4 separate regions of the Sus scrofa genome follow, and all the other regions are linked to region 1. The links are chromatin contacts, called in public HiChIP or PLAC-seq maps. All regions are on one chromosome and are shown on one strand. The core of a region is the stretch at or near the end of the contact, and the rest is flanking DNA. Distances in the headings are between cores, read along the strand shown.

The links. HiChIP or PLAC-seq counts read pairs in DNA pulled down with a chosen protein or histone mark.
Region 2: a contact with region 1 is called in an H3K27ac HiChIP or PLAC-seq map of skeletal muscle, with 9 times the contacts expected there. The contact joins the promoter of FES here to the enhancer-like site in region 1. A contact is called at or near these places in 2 of 5 promoter capture datasets (fetal skeletal muscle and liver), 18 of 47 Hi-C or Micro-C datasets (alveolar macrophages, brain, embryonic fibroblasts and 11 more) and 2 of 2 datasets of contacts at active chromatin or transcription factors (alveolar macrophages and skeletal muscle).
Region 3: a contact with region 1 is called in an H3K27ac HiChIP or PLAC-seq map of alveolar macrophages. The contact joins two enhancer-like sites. A contact is called at or near these places in 1 of 5 promoter capture datasets (liver), 1 of 47 Hi-C or Micro-C datasets (embryonic fibroblasts) and 1 of 2 datasets of contacts at active chromatin or transcription factors (alveolar macrophages).
Region 4: a contact with region 1 is called in an H3K27ac HiChIP or PLAC-seq map of alveolar macrophages. The contact joins two enhancer-like sites. A contact is called at or near these places in 1 of 5 promoter capture datasets (liver), 1 of 47 Hi-C or Micro-C datasets (embryonic fibroblasts) and 1 of 2 datasets of contacts at active chromatin or transcription factors (alveolar macrophages).

The regions. Positions count from the first base shown.
Region 1 is chr7:53,260,195-53,263,166 of Sscrofa11.1, reverse strand. No RefSeq gene overlaps it. Among named protein-coding and RNA genes, the nearest start is that of BLM, 82 kb to the left of the region's middle. Within about 2 kb of position 1,371, at least 16 of the 83 cell types and tissues checked have an H3K27ac peak or open chromatin away from gene starts, as enhancers often do. A contact at or near this core is called in alveolar macrophages, omental adipose tissue, retroperitoneal adipose tissue and 2 more, where this site is marked.
Region 2 is chr7:53,471,360-53,474,331 of Sscrofa11.1, reverse strand. FES (tyrosine-protein kinase Fes/Fps) reads right to left here and starts at 1,385. Exons shown (of 19, transcript XM_001929355.4): 1 at 591-1,385; 2 at 1-76. The coding sequence starts at 67. FURIN (furin) reads right to left here. Exons shown (of 15, transcript XM_021098916.1): 15 at 1,541-2,972.
Region 3 is chr7:53,422,731-53,425,702 of Sscrofa11.1, reverse strand. No RefSeq gene overlaps it. Among named protein-coding and RNA genes, the nearest start is that of FURIN, 31 kb to the left of the region's middle. Within about 2 kb of position 1,457, at least 16 of the 83 cell types and tissues checked have an H3K27ac peak or open chromatin away from gene starts, as enhancers often do. A contact at or near this core is called in alveolar macrophages, where this site is marked.
Region 4 is chr7:53,404,670-53,407,641 of Sscrofa11.1, reverse strand. BLM (Bloom syndrome RecQ like helicase) reads right to left here. Exons shown (of 21, transcript NM_001123084.1): 19 at 1,961-2,083; 20 at 1-75. Among named protein-coding and RNA genes, the nearest start is that of FURIN, 49 kb to the left of the region's middle. Within about 2 kb of position 1,446, at least 10 of the 83 cell types and tissues checked have an H3K27ac peak or open chromatin away from gene starts, as enhancers often do. A contact at or near this core is called in alveolar macrophages, where this site is marked.

The sequences.
Region 1 (2,972 bases), core at 122-2,621:
TTCCCTCATCCATCCCTGCCTGTCCCCAGGCTTCTCCCAGTGTGCTTCCCAGAACATCAGCCTCACAAGGTGGTACCAACAGAAAGGACTCAGGGGTCAAGCACGTTTGAGCAATGCTCAGTAATGCATCAAGCCCTTGGAGGTAGGCTGGCACCTCTGGGAAGTCTGTTCTTCACTGGGGACAGCTCCACACCATGTTGAAGCAGCCGGTACCCTCGGCGTGCAAGGGTGCTGCTGTGCGCATCCCCTAGCAGCATTCTGCAGAACCAGCATTCGCTGGCTTTGCCATCAGGAGTCCTGATTCTCAGGCCCCCTGGCGGGGCAGGGGTGGGGGAGTGATTAAACAGCCCTGTGGGCAGCTGGCTAGAGGTGTGTGCCAGGGTAACAGCGGAAGTCCCCGGAGCAAGCCCAGGGAGTCCTCTCTTCAGGAAGAACATGGAGCTGAAAGTGGCACTTCTCACTGGCTCCCACGGCCACTGCCTGACCCGAAAGCCAAGGCAGAGTCTAGTCACGGCAGCCCAGACAGCAGGGCCCGGGCAAGGGACAGAGTTGCAGAGATTTGCGGGCAAGCACAGCCTCACAAGCTGGCGAGCTGAAGCAGCTATTGGCTCCAGGAGACTTAGGAAAAGTTACCGGGGTGGCACACAGGCTGGGAGAAACGCGGAACAGCCTGGCCTCCTGATGGCAGGATAATGGCCAAGGCACTGCCTTTAATGTGGCTCCTTTCAGTGAGACCCCACCCCCACCCCCACCCCTAGACTCCCGAGTCTCCCCCATTCAAGCTTTACCTTCCAGGGAGGGCACATCTGACTGGCCAGCTAGGTCAAGGAAGCCTCGCCAGGGAAGCCTGTCTGCTGGCCTGGCTTCTTGGAGGGGAGGAGCCCAGCAGCTTCCAGTTTGCATGGCTCCTCCTGCACCCAGTAAAATAGGCCCCCAGGCAGCGTGCAGGGCTTGCCTTACAAACAGCAGTTGAGGAAGATTCAGCACTTACAAGGCCAGGTTTTGAGCTGATCAAGAATAGGCGTCATCTGAGGCTAGGCCTGGGGCTCCTGAGCCAGGAAAGGCAGGTGCCTCCAGAAGATCTGTGTTTGGCTGCTGGCGTCCTGGTCAGACCAGTCATCACACTAGTTCCTCAGGGAGGAGGGTGGAGGCACCACAGGCCTTCTCTGTGCATTGCCTTTCAAAGGCTGGGCTTGTCTTCTCAACAAGTCCCTTTGTTGTATTTCTGAGGTCTAGCAAGAAAGGACCCATTTAGTAACAAGAATGACAGTGAAAGTGATACCTAACATTTAGGAAGTGCTCACCACGGGGCGGGCACGACCCGTGAAGTGGGCAGCATCATCCCTATTTATAGATCAGAAAACGGAAGGACGCGGAGGCCACTGGCTGGCCCTGTCTTCACAGCCAGGAAGAGCGGAGGCAGATGTGAAGCCCATCTCTCTAACTCCAGGGCCTGGGCCCTTGGCCCCTGAGCAGGCCCTGCTCCTATACACAGGCTGACCGGTTGTCCTGGCACAACTATTAACACTCACAAAAGCGATTGTTAATATTCAGTCACACAAAAAATTATTCACTTACGAAAGTGTTTAAATATCACTGGTTTGGGTGATAAATTTTAAGGAAACTAGCTGGGTAGAACCAAGATTATCATAGCAAGAGGCTGATGGGCAGTCTTTGGAAAACCCAGTCCACAGCTGCCCTCCCTGTCCCAGAACTATGGCTCCCAGAGCTCATTCTGACAGGGGGCCCATATGATGTTAGTGACAGCACCCTCACTGCCCCCTGGGCACTTGGGCACTTTGCAAGGAAGCCTTCTGAGATTTCCATACCCCAAGGCTCTTGGTTTATATTTGGACAAAGAGCTCAGCTTTCTCCTTGTTCCCACCCCCCTTACATCTACTGAGAGGGTCTTTTCCCTGTTTTCATACATTACCTGGCTGGGAAAGCAGCTATGCATCCCCTGCCCCAGGTGTCCTCCCCAAGAGTGGATACTGAAGCTTAGGGCTTTTGAATCTTGTTCATACTGGCAGGTGAATCCTGGGAGCAGAGGTGTGGGATCTCCACTTGGACTGGGCTGTCCCAGAGGGGTGCAGAGGAAGAGGATGATATTGGGTGCCATCTGGTTGGGCACAGAGGAATCAAAAGTGAATGAGACAGTGCTTTCTTCCAAGGTTAAGGGCAACAAAATCAGCCCTACAGTTAGTAAGTAAAGTGGTAGGGACAAAGTGCAACTCAAGCACAAAAGAGGACATGAACAAACAATGTGTATCAGTCACCCATTGTCACAAGAATGCTGCATAACAAATGGTCCCATAATTCAACAGCTTCCTGTTATAAGCATTTATTTCTGGCTCACCTGTCTGCACACCGATTGGGGCAGCCCCGTTCATCTCAGCTGGGCCTGGCTAGACTGGTTCTCGGGGGTGGGTTAGGCTGAAGTGTCCCCTGCCTCTCTTTCTCCTGGAACCTCTGGGTCTCACAAGGGAAGATGTGCTCATGGCAATGGCAGAATTGTGAGTGGGGGGACTAAGCCGCCAGCCCATGCCAAGGCTGTGCTCCAGGTCTTGTCCTCCAACACGTCACCAGCTGAAGCAAGTCACACGGCAGAGCCCAAGAGCAAAGGGGCCTGGAGGTAAACAATTCCCCAAGTACAAGGGCAGAGAAGTACATATTTGCTAAGCCATAACACAGACCTCACAAAAGGCTTCACAGAGGAGGTGTCATTTGACCTAGGCCTTAAAGGAGAAGTTGTACATTTCCAAGTAAAGATGGGATGGGCCATTGCTGTCAAAGGGATGACATGTATGTGGGGAGGGGGGTTGGGGGGCTGTTAGGGTAGTGGTGGTAGCCTGGTCATAGAGGCCCCCTGAGCCAGAAATCAGCTGTGTCCTTTCTTTGAACACAATATTCTCCAGCCCCCTTTCCCCAGTCATTTTCTTTATTTTCAAATTCTAAGACTTCAACTATGTGCT
Region 2 (2,972 bases), core at 136-2,635, 210 kb before region 1:
CGGCCTCCTGCATCTGCTGCAGGGCCCCATGGCCCTGGGGGCTGCATAGCTCCGAAGAGAAGCCCATAGTGTGGTCCTGGGGACAGAGAGGAGAAGCCACCAGTGGGGGCAGGGCAGGAGCTGGAGACAGACAGAGGTGTGGGACAGAGACCCTAGGGGCTGCCTGACTAAGAGGGGCTGCAGACAGGCGGGTGGTGGGGGTCTGTCCCACTGAAATGCAGCCATAGGTACAAACTTTGGCCTGGCCTGGGAAAGCCCTCATTGCTTCCTGCATCCTAGGCCGAGGACTAGTGCCAGGGGTCCTCTTTCCAGTCCTGGGGCAGAAACCTCCTGGATCTTGCCTCCCTGGGCCCTCCCACCCAGCACCCAGCTGCAGGGGCGCGGCACGATCAGGGCCCTCGGTCCCTCGGCCCCTCGGCCGGGCCAAGCCTGCCCCTTCTGGCGCCCCAGGCAGCCGCAGCCCAAGCCCCTACCCTTCCCCGGCCCCTGCCCAACTGTGTCTGCTCTCTGATCGCCGCCGCTGGCAGGGCTCCTGCCTGCTTCCCACTCCCCCCCACCCACCGACACCCTCCCCTGGGGGCAGGAGTTACCCGCGTGGGCAGCTAGCTGCTCCTAGGGCCGCCGAGGACCAACTCAGACTCAGGCCCCCGCACCACTCCGGCCAGTTCCTGATTCCGCGCTTCCTCCTCCTGCGGTTTCAGTTGGCCCAGGCCCCGGGGCGGGCCGGCGGAGGGGAAGGGGCGGGCAGGAGCCCCTGACGCCTGTCCGCCCCCCCGCTGCCCAGTGCAGGCCGCTCAGCCAGCCACACGGCTCACAAGGCTCGCGGAAACGGAAGGGAGGAGGGGGCTGAGAAAGAATGGGCCAGAAGAGAGCAGCCTGGCCGGGCACTCCCCAGGTCCCGGACAGCGCCCAGGAACTGGGGGAAGCGGCCCGCGGGTGCAGTAATGGGCGCCTGCCCAGGGCGGAGCAGCAGGCTTGCACTGGGTGGGAGAGCCTGCGGGTCCAGAGCCTGGGGGCAGGCGGGCCACCCCAGCAGCAGCCCCAGAAGAGGAAGGGGGAAGCCTGGTGCAGGCCCTCCCCTCCCCACTGGATTCCCCAAGGCGAGCTCAGGCACCAGTCTCCATTTGAATAAAATCTCCAAGTAAATGTCTAGAGGGGAGGCCAGCTTCTCCCACACAGGTCCCCTGGTGGAACAGGCACCGCTCACCTAGCCAGGGCTGGGGCTTCCTGTTTCAAGGGAAACCTGGGGCAGGCAAGGGGTCTGGGCCAGGGAGTGGGACTCAACTTCTCTCCCTGCTGGACTCAAGGCCTGTGCGGGTGGAAATGCTCAGCCAGTCCCACCTCCAGGACTTGTGCCCGGCTGCAGTCCCCTTCTACACCCTGCCCGAAGGAGGCCCTGAAGCCCTCTGGGCGATGGACCGTGGGCAGGAAGGTCACAAGGGCATGTAGGTTGCCCCGATCCCCACCCCCACCCCCACCCCATCCTGGAGGCAGCCCCAGGGCCCAGAGAAGAACAATTATCACCACACTGGAGACCAGGCCTGGTTTGCATAGTCTGCAAGTTTAATCACTTTAAAACCTAACATTATTTCGAGTCCGTTAAATAGAACCAACAATGCTGGGCCTGTTTAAATTACAAGAGAAAAAAAAAAAATCACTGTGCACCAACCCAGTATCTTACAAAACCAGCTGGGCTGGCCACAAGGGTGGGGGTGGAAGAGGAGGGGGCACCCCTGGGCAGGTGGCTGGGTGGGGGGGGTGCTGGGGGAGAGAGAAAAAGGGGCTCCCAAATGGGAGCGGACTGATTGTCCTAATGGGAGGGGTGCAAAAGGCACGTCAGAAGAGGGGGACCTGGGGGGCCGGACAGGTCAGCGCTTCCTCCACCAGGGCACAGTGTTGGAAGGGGCTTGGTGCCACCACCTGCCCACCCCTGGCACTTGGAGAACCAGTGACCCGTGAGCCCTTGGCACGACCAGCCCCATCTGAGATGGACAGCCTGCCCGCCCACCCCAATCCTCCTTTCCTAGGGCCCGTCTGGCCTGGCCTCCTCTTCAGGATTTGGGGCTCAGCTATTCCTCGGCAACAGGCCGTAGCCCCCCACACCTCAGGGCCCGCGCAGCCGGCGGGGGGGAACAGCAGGGTGGACAGTGGGTGTGGGAGAGTGGATGGTCCAGCTGCTACCCCCGTTAAAAATACCAAAAAAAAAAAACAAAAAAAACAAAAACAAGTCAGCATCTAAAGTGAAATAATCACAAAGTGAAAATATAACCTCAAACAGCCCCTGAGATCCCCACAGGGGAAAGCAGCATCGGGTGGGAGGTGGGACAGGCCGGTTGGGCCACCGTCCCTCCCCACCACCCACCCAGGGGCTCTGGGACTGCGAGTGCCAACAGCCCAGGTGGCCCCGGGCTCAGAAAACAGGGACTTGGGCCCTGGCGGGAGGGAAGGGTGCTGGAGAGGGGAGGGTGGTAGGGGCACCAGCGTGGGGCTGGGCCAACCTTGCTTGGCAGGCAGCCAGCGCAGTAGACGGGGGCAAAGGGACAAACGCGCGTGGACCCACGTGCGCGCCCCGGAGGTGCCTGCCTGGCCTTGGTCCCTTCCTTTGCTCACTGCTTCCACCCGAGGCTCACCAGAGGTGGGGGGCGGGGTAGCGGATGCAAAAGCCCTTGGAGAGGTGGCCTCCTCCTTCAAATACCCACTAGGCCAGCCTCCCTGCTGCCTGGATGGGAACCATTATTGCTTTAGAGGGACGGGGAAGGGCCACCCCCCCACCCCCTTCGCTTGGCAGGGAGCTCTGGCTGGGGCCCGGACCCTGGAAAGCTGCCCTAAAGGTTTCACTCTGTTCTCCACTCGGAGGGGCTCTGGGGGTGGGGAGAGGCCCCCTCCCCCTGCCCCCCACACCCTGGCTGGTCCTGGAGTCCCACCTCAGGCAGCCAGGGGGTCCAGGGGGAGGCTGGGAAGCCCTCTCCGCC
Region 3 (2,972 bases), core at 208-2,707, 160 kb before region 1:
CTCTCCTCAAGCTCTTTTTGCATCTCCTGATGCTATTTTATTTTTTTATTTTAATTTTTATTTTATTTATTTATTTTTTTAATCCTGATGCTATTTTAAAGTTATCTCTTCTTTGTGCCTTTTTTTTTTTTTTTTTTTTTTTTTTTTTTTGCATTTTAGGTCCAGACCAAAGGCATGTGGAGGTTCCCAGGCTAGGGGTGGAATCAGAATTGCAGCTGCCAGCCTATACCACAGTCACCACAATGCCAGACCCTTAACCCACTGAGTGAGGCCAGGGATTGAACCCTCATCCTCATGGATACTAGTCATGTTCGTTTCCACTGTGCCACAACGGGGAATGCCTATTTTTTTTTTTTTTTTTTCATAACCAACTCATATTCTCATTAGCTTTTCTCTGTTCTGAAGCTTTTTTTTTTTTTTTTTTTTTTCTGGTCTTTTTAGGGCTGCATCCATGGCATATGGAGGTCCCCAGGCTAGGAGTCAAATCAGAGCTGTAGCCGCCGGCCTACACCACAGCTCACAGCAATGCCAGATCCTCAACCCACTGAGCGAGGCCAGGGATGGAACCTGTGTCCTCATGGATGCTGCTCAGATTCGTTTCTGCCGAGCCATGATGGGAACTCCTGTCCTGAAGCTATTAGTTTCAGGGAAGCTGCCTCTGATCCTTGGCCCCATCCCCTTCCAGCCACGCCCTCCAGTGATTGCCAGCCTCTTCATGGCAGTTGGCAGAGTAGCCTTGGGTGTTCTTTTCACCTTGCTCAGTTAACTCGAGCATCTCCTGCAGACCCTCTACTTCTCACAGGGGAACCAGGCTGCCTTCCCTTGGAGGGACAGTTGGGAGAGCTGTGTGGTTTTCAACCTGCTTTTCAGGAGCTCAAATGTGCAGGGGTGGGCGGGGAGACTTCCCCCACGGAGGCCACTCTTGCTGAGGGTGCAGGCCTTCCGTTTCCTGCTGCCTCTTACACACCCTGCACCCCAGCCCCCTCTGCCTGGCCAGGACTGTGTCCTGCTCCCATGTCCCTGGCCGCTCAGGATCCATGAGGGCAGAGGGCACCAAAGGCCACCGCTGTGGAGATTGTCTGCTCAGTGTGTTGGCTCATTTTCTTTATAAACAAGTTGCCACTGTGCTATTACTCATCTTGTCAAGTACTGGGGTAGCGAGAGTCTAGGTTCTCCTGCCCTTTAAAGTCTGACCTCCTAGGCAGCTTTTTCTTCTTCTTTTTTTTTTTTTTTTTTGGCCATGCACATGGGATGCAGAAGCTCCTGGGCCAGGGATCAAATCTGAGCCACAGCAGCAACCCAAGCCACAGCAATGACATCGCCAGATCCTTAACCTACTGGGCCAATGGGGACTCCCCAGGCGGCCTCTTAAAAATGCAAATCTCTAAGTCCTGCCCACCCAGAGGCCCAGAGGCCCAGAGACTCTGATTCTGTGGGTCTGGGTAGGACCTGTTCCTCCCCACCCCAAGCGACGTGGGTGTCCAGGCCAGAGCTGAGGACTGCTGAGTCACCCATCGGGACCATGTGCATTTTTGTCAAATTAAAGGAATGCGGCTCTGATTACATAAGATCACATGGTGATGAACATTTCACAGTTTTGGAATGTCCCAGTAGGTGGGCAGACTGGATCATTCATTCTATTGGTAAAGCCTGAGGCCCAGAGAGGGGAAGTGACTTGCCCAAGGTCACACAGCAAGTCAGCAACAGGTTTAAAGGACTGAACAGACAGGTTTGAAGAACAGGAAATGCCAACCCCAGATCTGGGGCCTCCGGATCAGGGTAGCCCATCTCCAAGGGCAAGAAGGTCTTTGCCAGTGGCATGAGCAGCCTCCTTGAGGAGGGGGTATGACTGTGGCTCTTCCCCTGGGGAACTTTGACCAGGAGTGTCTTGAGGGGAGGGTGGCCACAGGAGGCACAGCACCAATCCCAGCCTGCCAGAAGGAGTGACCGCATAGCCCCTCATGCCTGCCTCACCCTACTCTTCCACTTCCCAGAAATCAGGCTCTCGGCATGAGCCCAGGACCTGGCAAGGAAACAGAATCAGAACAGGTGGAGAACCTGGGATTAGCACTGGGCTGGGCCTTTCTGCCCCAAGCAGTTTAGGCCAGGACTGGGTGGTGCGGCTTGACATTCCATCAGGAGGACAGGCTGGGACCCTTGGGCTGTCCTGGGTATTGTCAGCCCCTGGCCTGTTCTCATCTTGCCCCACCAGCCAGGTGACATCAGGCCAGAGAATGAGGGCCTGGCCCTGACTGGTTTCAGGCTCAGCTGCCTCTGGGAGCAACAGGACCCTCTCTCAGATTGTGGGGAGGGTTGATTCCTGCAGAAGCAGGGGCTCTTGGTAGCGAAGCTCAAAATGGATCCAATCCACAAGGAAACAAGAAATATTCTGTTGGAGTATTTTTGTGAGGAGATGGGGAAAAGGAACCTGATTGTTCCATAGAGCTGCAATTTATTACTATTATTATTATTTTGTTTTTTAGGGCCACACCCACCGCATATGGAAATTCCTAGGCTAGGGGTCGAATCAGAGCTGTAGCTGCCCGCCGACACCACAGCAACACCAGATCTTAGCTGTGTCTTCGACCTACACCACAGCTCACGGCAGCGCCAGATCCTTCACCCACTGAGTGAGGCTAGGGATCGAATCTGCCTCCTCATGGATACTAACTAGTTGGGTTTGTTACCGCTGAGCCACGGCAGAAACTCCTAGAGCTGCAACTTAATTTCTCCCCTGGACGCTTCTGATCTTTCCTTGCTGAACCCCCGCCTCCTCCTCTCCCAGCCCTGACCTGGAGTGCGTCTCCGGGAGTGTGTGAATCATGACGGTGGCTGGGTGGCTGCCCAGTGCCTGCCACACACTGGGAGGTACAGGAAACACGCCGGTGGCAGGACCATCCGGACCCTAGTGGACACAGGAGTGCCCAGGGAGGAAGCACCAACTCGGGATTCAGACCCAGACCGCCCAGGCC
Region 4 (2,972 bases), core at 197-2,696, 140 kb before region 1:
CATCCAACTCCTCGGGGGCGTTTCTTCCACTGCCTCTGCAGCTGGAGGGGCTTCTCCGTGGGGAATTGTCCTCAGCTAAAAAAGGAGAACGCAGACATTAAGTGACGCTGTGCTTGTCTAAGTGCTGTCACAGCCTAGATGTGGATACAAAGCACAGGGCCACAGTTCAGCTGATGCCTAGCTGCCTCCCTGCTGAATCCTGCCACGTGGATTCAACAACTCCACCAGAAATCAACTCCCCCCACCCCACAAAGTCCCAAAGTGGTCAATGGCAATTTATTTTTAAAGAAAGGGGGTCAGAATTCATTAAGAAAATGTATGATGCTCTTTAACTTGACTAGAGATGTCAGGTTTATTAGCCCATAATCTGTGGCCTGCACCCCTGTTATTGTTTGGGCAGTTAATCCTGTTAGGCTCTTTGAAAAGTATAAAGTGCTAAATAAAAGGCAATTTTATTTGTCATTTTACACATGCTAAAAAAATTTACCCAGTATAATGAAAACATAACTATGTTCTGCATCTTATCTTTGAACGATAGTAAATGAGTGTCAGAAAATTCTAGATATTTTACTCTTTGCATAATAGTTGTGAACATTTCACATACCACTCAGGAAATGGGTCTGTACGAAAGCACACATTTGCAGAGAAGATGGTAATTTCTATAGGCATTCGCAACCTAAGGCGCCCCCAAAGCATGGAATCTTCCCATAAGTCAACAGGGATCAGGTTCATTTTCTGAAGATACTTCCTGCCTGGCTGGCCTGGTTCACCCTCAGGCCAGCCCCCGCCTGGGAGGAAAGGCACAGGGGGAAGCAGCACAGCTCGGTGAAGAGCTGTCATCCCAGCCATGGGATTTTGGGGAAATGAAAAGGCCTTACTCATTTTCACCTCTGAATGGCTGTTAAGAGGATAGCACAAAATAGGCGAATAGGAGTGTCTCTCTCTCGATTGGGGCTGTTTCTGCAGAGCAGCCCTGTCTTATGTGGGCAAAATGCCCTTCCACACAAGTTACTACACTAAACAAATGTATACAAATGACCCACCAAGAGGTCAACATATTTGAAATAAGGCTTCTAGGAATAACTACTACACAGAGGAATTAACGAAAACTCTTGGGCATTTTGTCAATGGACAAAAACCCTAAAAACAAAAAACGACTGTGGGGAGAGAGAACCTGACATACAGCTCACTCATTTCTCATCCTCAGCTTTGAGAAGGACCTAGCAGTGCCAGCCCCACCCCTGAGGTCCATTACCAAACAGGAAAACACTTCCTGTGGCTAGTCTGCATGGCAATACGCTGGAGGAAGGCCCAGGACTCCTGTACAAGACTTGTCCTATCTGCCGCATCGAAATCTTTCTTCGTCCTTGCATTCTCCCCGAGCCCATGCTTTCTGCAGCTCAGTGAGGAGTTGCCTAATTAGAGGTGCTGCATGACAAGTCTCGCGTGACCTTTGGGAAGCCCGCTAATGATGCACTCACTGGGCAGATTCTTTCAATGGCTAATCACAGTTAGACTCTCCAGTGTTCCGATTACATGTCCATTTTTCCAAAACATTTAAACTCCACTTCTGAACTTTATCTTTAGACACGCTTGTCAGATAACACGTTCCTCCCTCAGATAAGGAAACTGAAGCACAAAGAGGTTATTTGTGGCTTGCCAAGGATCACACAGTGAGATGGTGGCAGATCCCTGGGTGCTTGCCTTAACAGAACCAGCAGTTCCTGGGCCCAAGGGGCCTCCTTTGGGTCCTACTGGCAAGTTCAGTAACTTGCATGCCCTGGGGGCCTAAGCACCAGTGTCCTCGAAGAGGTCTACTCCGACAACTGGACGTCTGTGTGACAAGGCGTAGGAAAAGCATTAACACAACCCCGAAACCACATAATTCTAATCCAGTGAGACACATCGCTTCACATTAAAAGAGGCTTTCAGAAAACATGTATTTGGCTGCATACTGAACCTGGCACTGTCCATTCGGAGTATTTCTGTAATATTGGAATCACTTCTGCACCGTATTTTTCCAGTTTGTCTTCTGTAACACCATCAATTTGAAGCAAAACCTCAGGATCAGAAGATAAAGATTCTGTGCATGGGCATAAAATTAGAAATTTAAATTACTACCCATAGAAAACCCTCTGAATTTATGCTCATTCACCAATTCAGCACATGTTTGTAAAGTGCCAACTAACTGCAGAGCACTGGGTACATGGGCCAATTTTCTACAAGGCAGTTAGTGCCAACAGAGGCAGCAGACAGGCCCAGAGGGCAGGCGCCCATCCTCCAATTCCAGCAGCAGAGGGGCATTAAGTCAGGACAGAGAATGGAGACGGCAAAGGCCGTGGGGGGCATGGGAGAGCGGGGGCCAGGGCGGTGTGCCTCGGTTTAACACGACTTTATCTGGCCCAGTGTTCTCACAACGAAGACTCGTCTAGCTGCAAAGATGATGATCCTTCTGTTTGCAGAAAACATCCACATCTGTACTTCCAGCTCCGACTTCTCCCCTGCACTCCAGAACGGCCATGGCTGAATTCTCCTTCCTCCCTCCAGCCCAACCCAAACCTGTCCTTTCTCCAGTCCTGTGTGCTGACTTGAACAAGCAGGCTGTTAAGAGTCCTCGGCACAGGGAGTTCCCATTGTGGCTCAGTGGAAACGAATCTGACCAGTATCCATGAGGACGCAGGTTTGATCCCTGGCCTTGCTCAGTGGGTTAAGGATCTGGCATTGCCATGAGCTGTGGTGTAGGCTGAAGATGCGGCTTGGGTCTGGCATTGCTGTGCCTGTGGCGTAGGCTGGCAGCTGTAGCTCCAATTAGACCCCTAGCCTGGGAACCTTCATATGCCGCGCGAGGGTGCGGCCCTAAAAAGACAAAAAAAAAAAAAAAAAAAAAGTCTTCTGCACAGAAAAGGCACATCAGTCTTGAGCCTAGACAAGACTGATATTTAAAAGACTATGCTGGCTGCTGTATGGAAAAT